Regions from separate parts of the Anas platyrhynchos genome. Here region 2 is linked to region 1. Evidence: chromatin contacts called from public Hi-C data. All regions are on one chromosome and are shown on one strand. The core of a region is the stretch at or near the end of the contact, and the rest is flanking DNA. Distances in the headings are between cores, read along the strand shown.

Evidence for each region. Hi-C and Micro-C count contacts between places; a contact is called where the count stands out from the background.
Region 2: a Hi-C map of liver shows a contact between it and region 1, with 2.1 times the contacts expected there. The contact joins two enhancer-like sites. A contact is called at or near these places in 3 of 8 Hi-C or Micro-C datasets (F1 follicle, liver and subcutaneous adipose tissue).

What each region holds. Positions count from the first base shown.
Region 1 is chr10:10,625,708-10,629,929 of IASCAAS_PekinDuck_T2T, forward strand. All of the region lies in intron 2 of MAMLD1 (mastermind like domain containing 1), which reads right to left. Among named protein-coding and RNA genes, the nearest start is that of MTM1, 100 kb to the left of the region's middle. Within about 2 kb of position 2,239, at least 3 of the 8 cell types and tissues checked have an H3K27ac peak or open chromatin away from gene starts, as enhancers often do.
Region 2 is chr10:10,749,167-10,753,391 of IASCAAS_PekinDuck_T2T, forward strand. All of the region lies in intron 2 of MAMLD1 (mastermind like domain containing 1), which reads right to left. Among named protein-coding and RNA genes, the nearest start is that of MAMLD1, 42 kb to the right of the region's middle. Within about 2 kb of position 2,500, at least 1 of the 8 cell types and tissues checked has an H3K27ac peak or open chromatin away from gene starts, as enhancers often do.

The sequences.
Region 1 (4,222 bases), core at 989-3,488:
GGAAGGGGGTGTTACCCGAGGATGTGCAGAACCAACCTGGGAAGTGACCGGAGGGAGATTTTTTCCCCAAGTGAGGAGCCTGTGTGAAGGACATTGTTGCCCAAGTCATCTGTGAAGTTGTGGCAAAGAGGGACGTTGTGGGCTGCAGGAATCCTCCTGCATTTTGGTGAGATCTGAACCCACAACTTTTTATTAAAATGTAATTAGTAACCTGCAAACCATTTTGAAGATGTTCCGAGTGCTAGAAAATCATGATAAACTTATCTTTCTTTGCCTCCATATCCTTTGGCAATTATTCAATCGGTGGACTGTTAGTGGGAAGACTCAGCCAAACAATGATCAGGCTTCTAAACTATTCAATTACCTCTAATGAAGAAGGATCAGGGAAACAGCCCTTAAACACCTTAAATAGAACAGCAGTCTAAACAGACAAAATGACTCTCCAGAGAAACCCCCAGACACTTGCCAAGGTTGGCTTTGGAGCCAACTGTGATACAAATGCATGAAATATTAGTTGCTTAATGGTTGTGAAGTGTTGCTCTTTAAAGGTTACTGTCTTCCTGTCCAGACAGGGCTGCAGCTGAATGATGAATGAAGCCATCCCTGTATCTGAGAGGTTTTCAAGCACCTGCAGCTCCCGCTGGTGTCAACAGGAATTTTGGGTAACCAGCATCGGACCAGTAAAACCTGACTCTGCTGGGTACCCAGAGCTCCCAGGGCTATCAGCCTCCTCAGCCCTGGCCTTGGAGGCAGCTTTCAGACTGACGGAGTACTTGAAGTGGGAACTCTGCAAATGCTAGTTATTTAGATGCACATTCACGATGGGAGACTTGCTCTCTAAACCACAGGAACCAGGGGCTGGGCTAAAGAGCTCGGCCACCTGGACAGGGAACTGGGACGAATGCTGTCTGGGGCTAGAGAAGGAGCACAATGATCGCTGCAAAAAGCGCAGCAAGACAGGACTTTGCTTCTGAGGGAATTTCCTTCTCTTCTCCATTACCAGCCTCACCATATACAAATAGCTGACTTGTTACCACAGCTCAAAGGAATGAATGAGCTCAAAAGAATGTGAAGAGGAGAGAACGCTACAATTCCGCTGGGAAGAGCTGCTTCTTTTTATTTAACTTCTCCGTTTGGTTAATATTTTACTGTGGTCTTCAAGAGCAGCCGCATCAGAATGCCTCCGTCCCGTGCTTTAAAACTGGACAGTCATCTGAAGTGTAAGCCCTGCACCTGCCTGGAGCTGTCGAGAAGTGTTTTGTGTGTCTGCATTTTTGAAAGTATCTCACGGTTTTGTTTCCTGTGAATGTGCATTCAGCCCTGCACGCTCACGAAATGCTTAGCCGAGTTTGGGAGCATGTACGTAGCAGGCCATGGCTGGGGGTGGGGAAAGGGGAAAGAAAGACGGGGCTGTAAGGCAGCCTGAGAGCCGATACGGCGTGGTGTGAACCTCCTTTGTGAGGGGAACAACATTGTCAGGTTTGGGCTTAGAGAGGCTCGAACGCTCCGGCAGCTTTAGAGGCGTGCACGTGCACTGGCCTCAGCTGCTCGCAGCACAGCAGAGCCTTAGTTTGAGATGGTGCTGAGCGCTCCCACAGCTTCTGGAACGCCAGGATCAGACCCGAGAAACAACATGCTTGACCCAACACAGCCAGTGGAGCCGGATAAGATCAGAGACTGCCTGCACTGCATAGTTTTCAGCCTGCCTTCCTAAACTGCAAAACCATTAAATATTTAGGTGGCCATATGCAAATCATTTAAATTCTGTTTCTCAGAAGCACACCATGGCGTACAGACATGCTTTGTGCTGAGATCCTCTTCCGATGCTTTCATCAACTCTTTATTTTAAACCTTTAAGGGACTTAGTTAATGGCTAATTGTTGGCCACCTTTTTTTCAAGGGTATTTATATATGAGGGAGGAGGGGAGAGAAACAGAAACACAGAGACCTGGGTTTCTGTCAGAGAAAACAAACAGAAGAAAACACATTTTTGTGCATGTACCAAAGAAAACCCCAGGACTGCTCAGCTATTTTCAACCCCCTCCGTGGGTAACAACTTGATAATTCAACAAATAAACAGCCCTTTATTTAGGGGCTGTCTTGCGGACACCGAACACTTTGGAGACCAGGGCCCCAGATCTTCTTTTCTTAATGTCACTGTGAATTTGCTTGTGGAAGTGTATGACACCATGCATGGAGCCTGAACAGCTGAGCTCATGCTTCAGGCATTCTCCCAGGACCGGAGGGGGAGGGGGCTCTCCGCCAGCTTTCGGCCGCCTCTCCCCTCGCGTTTACACACACACAGATCATGTTATCATAGTGAAAATATGTAAGAATTCCAGGAAGCAGAGGAAGTTTGTGTGTTGACCTTAATTTATTTTTTCCAGAGGAAGATCACTCCAAATGTTAAAAGGATGGTGGATGCTAGCAGAACTGATTTGCAGATATTTTAATTCTCGTCACAGCTATTTCTTCAGCTGTACTTTTTCTTTTACCATTAATACCGTTTGTATTTTATCCTGCGTGGGTAGCTTGACCAAGAGAAGGAAAATGGCTTGGTGAGAAGCTCTGTGGGACCTATTTGGACTGTTAGAGGAGGCCCAAGCATGCACTGGTTCCTATTTTCCATTACTGTACAGTAAAATTGGGTGAGACCGCTTCTGGAGGGGAGGGAAGGAAAAGGTGGATGAAAGAGAGGGCTAGCGCATCAGGCTCACGTGAGTGAAGACCTGGGCTTATCCTGCTTCACAGGGCTACGACTCTTAAAATGCTGATCAATTTGTCCCCAAACCCAATGGCACTTTTCAGAACACAGTTAATTTTAAGACTCCATCTTCGTGAAGACCACGAGGCCTTACACGAAAGCCGCATGAGGCACGCTCAGCCCCTCACAGCAGCCGGCAGGAGCTGAGGCAGCAGCCAAGCTCCAACATGGCGCTGCCGCCGTGAGGCCTCGGCCTTGGCGGCTCCTCTGTGCTCGTGTGGCTCTGCGCACCCAGCCTGCACACCCGTGTGTGCAGGGAGCCGGGAACATGGGACACGAGTCCTTGAACACTTGACTCTCCCTTAATCCCACACACTGCGAACAACGTGCTCACACACACTTGTCAAACGGCAAAGTCAAAAGACAACAAATAAACCAAACAGCAACAACAACCAACCCCGCAGGCCTTCTGACTGGCCAACGAGAAATCCAGTCAGTGAAAATCTCTGTGTTTAGCCACACGGCTCAGCTGTCCCTTTGCCTGGTAACCTCAGCTAGGAGCACAGGATGAGCTTGTGCCTCCAGCACTCGGGAGCCGGGTGGTTATTCCGGCAGAGCCCCACACCCTGGCGTGCGCTAGGGCTTGCACAACTAACCAGAGGTGCCTCCAGCTTTCATAAAATATGGTATGGCCAGCACGCGTTCAGCTTGCAAGATGACTGGGCACGTATCCTGGACAAGTTTTGAAGAATTTGGTTGGTGAAGATCAGACTATTTGAGACTTCTGCAAACTATTCCATTTGATATGCTTCTCTGCAGCAAGCATAAGCTCAAAGCTTGATTCAATTTTAAATGAGCAAGCCTGTTCTTCTAGCTAAGAGGCAGCCTATGATCTGTCTTAGGGCAGGCATCCCCACCCAACAGCTATGCTGAAACAAGTATGGCCATCTCGATGAAATAGCCCGAGCCGCTTCCAGTGTCGGAGGGCTCACTGAAGTCTGTGAGTGTAGGTTTTGTCCCACAGAATTTCTCTATTCAAAAATTTCTTGATTCCTCTCTTCGGCTTTTCTGAATTCACTTGTTTCTCCCTCCCTCTGCCTGTCCCCTCTTTTAATATGCATATTTCAAATGCATGCCTTTCTTCTCTGCCTCTTCTCAGCATAAGGCAGAAAAAAAATAAATATTTGAATTATATTTTGGTTTTCCGACTATCCAGACATAGAAGTAGGCAACACAAACTTGCTACTTTGAATGTTTTGGTGCTGAGACTTTTTTTAGGCATACAACCCCCTACCAGCTGCAGTCTAGATTTATACCATGGGGAAGAACACAGCAGAAACAGACTGAAGATTAATCAAAGCAAATTCTGGCCTCTGTTCCATGTGCCTCAAAGACTTAACAGTAAAAATAAAAAATTAGGGGGCTTCATTTCGGTAATAAACATTACAACACAAAAAGGCCTAACTTTCCAAATGTGCTGTGAACAGACAGATGCCTTTTGAAGCTTCGTGGTGTCTC
Region 2 (4,225 bases), core at 1,250-3,749, 120 kb after region 1:
CTCTTTCTCCCTTTCTTTCTCTCTTTCTAGTCTACTGGGATGATGGATGTGCTTTCCTATCCTGTATTTTTTGCAGTCAGTGGAAGCCAGTGTTAGCCCCAATCACTTTATCAGGAAGGTACGCAACTGCAGAACTAAAGACAACTTCATTTGCACTACCACACCTGACACGGAAGCTTTAGGCACTGAGAACAATGAATATGATCTTTTCACCCTAGAGACTAAGCGGATATAGTGACATAATGTAGCACTAGCTGTCTCTTTTGTGGTTTTTAAGACATACTGCTTCTTTCTTTCTGTTCTAGTTTCTGCTCTTTTCTGGTAATAGTAGAAAAAGCATGACAAGATATCTGGGAAAGTCCAGCATCTGAAGTAACAGAATAAATGGGAGGTTCCTGATGATGTAAACAGTATCTTTCTGAAAACCATGTGGATTCCTAGTTAGCATTTATTTTGGGAGATCACTGAAAAAGGAAGTGGTTGGAGTGGAATACAGAGAACTCCGCTGCTTTAACTTCAAAAAGGTATTTCTCTGTTTCCTCTAATTGCAGCAGTGTCTGTATGTGAAGCATCTCCACCGTCAATATTTAGTGTTGTCATCAGTTTCAGCTTCAAGAGCTTATAAATATTATTAAAGTTCACATCTCATGTAGACATCCCATTTACAGATATGATTTGCTTTGGGATAAAACTCACTTTAAAATCCAGTCTCCTTCCTAATGTGCATTTTAGCCAGCTTTAAAATTTTGGATACTGTAAATACTATTTTGTAGTCCCATTTAAAAGTAAAAGATAAAAAACTGCAGGAACCGTGACATTTTTAATAACAACAAGTTCAAAGAAAAGTAAATGTTTGTACTAAGCGGTTCTTCAGCCTGAAAAGCTGGCGTGCTCTCACTGGTCAGAACAATCCATTAGCACTGCAGCGCATTCCCAAATCACCTTCAATAACGCCAAACAAACTAGCACACTTTGCAACAAAAACACTTGTGCAATTAAAAAAAATATGAATAGAATAACAATTAACAAAGAATCTTTTTTTTTTTTTTTTTTTCCCTTGCCTTAAACCCTCTGCCCCACTGAGATGAATGCTATTTGACTTTTAGCACAATGAACAACAATGTTAAAACTCTCTTCAGTGATTCTGCCGCATCTGCTGCACTAACTGGTGTCAGCTGAGGTAAAATTTTAGCCTTTATTTGGTAGGATTTTGCAGTGACTAGCAGACACTACTCTAGTGTCTCAAGCAAGCAGATTTTGAGCAGTGAAGGCAACCATAGCACAAATTTTGTTAGAGTAATCACATGACATTCCTCTAAACGTAACGTGATTATTCTAATGCACTTCCTCATTCTGCTTAAGATCTTGCAAACTATAAGGATGAGAACCTCCTGATGTAATCCTCTTCTGCTCTTATGTGGGGAATGTAAGCTGCTAGAGGAATACAACCAATCCCCATGTTCTAGATCACCCACAGTGTGTAGAAATGGGCCCTTTGAAATTATGAATACTGTTTTCTGATGTATCTTAGGCTTTAAGGTTTAAAACACCAAACATTAATTGCTGGTCAACATTACGCATCATAACACCTCACCCCCCGTAATGCCTGCTGCCTAAGCACAAAACAAGGCAGAGGTGCAAATTTCCATCAGAAATAGCCATTTGGTTAGTGTGATCTAGATTATCGCCACCATTGTGTGGTTATGCACCAGCAGGGAAGACCAACGCTTGACAAACGCTGCCAGGGCTCTCAGTGCTTTGGGGAGGTGCTGGCCCAGCCTGCCAGCCTCAGTGGGTGGCCCTCGCGGTGATTTCCCTGTGTTCCTGCTGCCACGGTGCTGGTCTGAGCTCCTGCGGCCTTACCCTCCTGCTGCTCAGTCGCCCTGCAGGGCAGGCTGCCCCTGGCCAAAAACTGGGCCAGGCCCCGGGCTGGTTTGGTCACTGGGCAGGTGTCTTCTCAGAAGCTGGTTGAGCAGGGCGAGCTCATTCTGCCTGCTCTGAATTGTTTCTGAGGCAAGGCCTCGGAGGTGGAAGGCTTTGAGTTAATACAGGCACTCCACAACTTGACCAGGTCCTTCTTTCCCTTCTCTCGTTTTAAGAGCTATCTTCATTTTTCTGAGGAACTTTATTTATTTATTTGGTAGCCAAACAAGGAAAAAAAAAAGTTTGAGATTGATCTATTAAAAGCTTTATTATCTTAGAGTTTTAAGGGAATAAAGCCTAACAATGGTACCTTGAATTTCCTCTGTCCTACATAGGATATGAAGTAGCAAGAAAGAAAAGATAGGAGTAACTGTCTCAGTGCCGGTCCAAGGAAGATAGAAAGAAAACTCAAAAACAAAAGTTTACAGTAGCTGTTAAACAAACACAAAAGCCATGATCTGCAGGTTACCCCTTTGCTGGAAAAAAAACCACTGATGCCTGCATTCTGGATTAACTTCAGAACATGTGAAAAACCCAAACTGCCACTTCTGAATGAGTTTCAGGAGCTTCACCAGACCTTGGTGCAAATGTTTGGCAGTCAGTGGGAGTCTGCTGGCTGACAGGGCTGGGTTTTGACCAGATCCCTGCAGAAGGCACCTACGTGGTGCCCTGCCACAGGAACGCACCCCGCTGCAGCTGGGCTTCTATGGCTTTGCCCAAGGGGACACGCAGTCAGCACATCGCTGAACATCACCGGGACGTGGGCAGTCATCACGCCAGGGCAGAACCCTCCATCAAGAACACCAAGGACTTGTGGTGTCTTAGTATTATTACTATACTTCACTTATGGATAACTTCCAATTTTCACTTCTCAGAATACAGCCCCCATCTCTGTAAAGCTTGCTCTCCCCATTCCTAAATACACAGCTTTATAACTCTGCATTTGTCCGCACTAACATGAACAGAGAGATTTGTTTGCACAGGCTGAGCTCTGAGCAGCCCAGATTCCCCTTCATGGGTGCCCTGACCAGATCATGACCTGCCAATTTTTATGTCAGCCATAGATACTAGCAATGATTTTACCCCCTGTTGTTCACATGTGAAAACATAGGGAGCTGGGCCTCCTTCGATTCCCCACGTAACCACAGTAAAAACAGTCCCACTGAAATGATGATGTCCCAATAACAACCACTTTTTAACATCTGTCAGTAAGTAGCACTTAATCCATTTAAGGTGGGCTTTACAGATATTGTAGAGTGTTTATTTATTTATTTGTTTTTATCAGAATGTCACACAGTAGTAAGTCAAATGCTGTACAAATGCCTAAGTATATTACGTTTATATACACAATAAACCCACTATTTTATCACCACAGTTTTACAAGCTTCCTGAGCTGCTAAATTCTTTTCTATTTTTTAACATTCCATGTCCAAGTTTTCAACCTTGAACAGTAACTGAAAAAATGGAAATTAAATAATTTACCAGTTTCAGATTCTAACCAGTAAATTGCTGTGAATTTGTAACCGCACTATCATTTTCATTGTACTACATTGGCCATTTAGGTGAATGATAACCCAGGAGACAGCACCATGCAGGGCTAGCAAACAAGTAAATCATTTAGATTGCACACTGCTTTCAACTGCAAAAGGGGCAGTAAATCTGTCCTGCCATTGCCTTCTCTTTTGTTGAATTTTCAGGATGGTGCAGTCTTCTCATTGAAACAAATAAAAAAAAAAATCTACAGATTTAATTTATTGTCTGGGTTTTGAGCATAATGACTAAGGCTGACCAATACAAGTCAATGCGCCAGAAGAATAGGTTTAGTCATTTAAGATCATGCCAGATAAAACATTCAGCTAGTTTTAAGCATACAAAGAAAATTCTGGTTACAGCATGGCACCATCTAATGGCTTTGGCTTTAACTGCAAGATCTCTCCATAGCTCTAAGTTGTGGAAGTGCAAACTGCCCTACTACACTTATTCTGCTCACATGTCCCTCCGTCTATCATAGTCACATAGAGGAAAAAAAAAAAAGGAAATAACATCAATTTAAAATATAAATCTGAGCAGGCAACTTACATGATAGAAGAAACTACAACCTATTTTCAAACCACAGCTGAATATTTTAGTTCCAAGATAAATATTTCAATACAAACAAAATTTATCTATACAAACAATGCACTGTTGTCTACATACATAAATATCAGCATTCCACAATTTCAGAACTTATCACTATTTATTTTAGTACTTTTTGAAAAAAGTACACTTTTGTTTTCTATTATCCTGCACAGCGTAACATTAC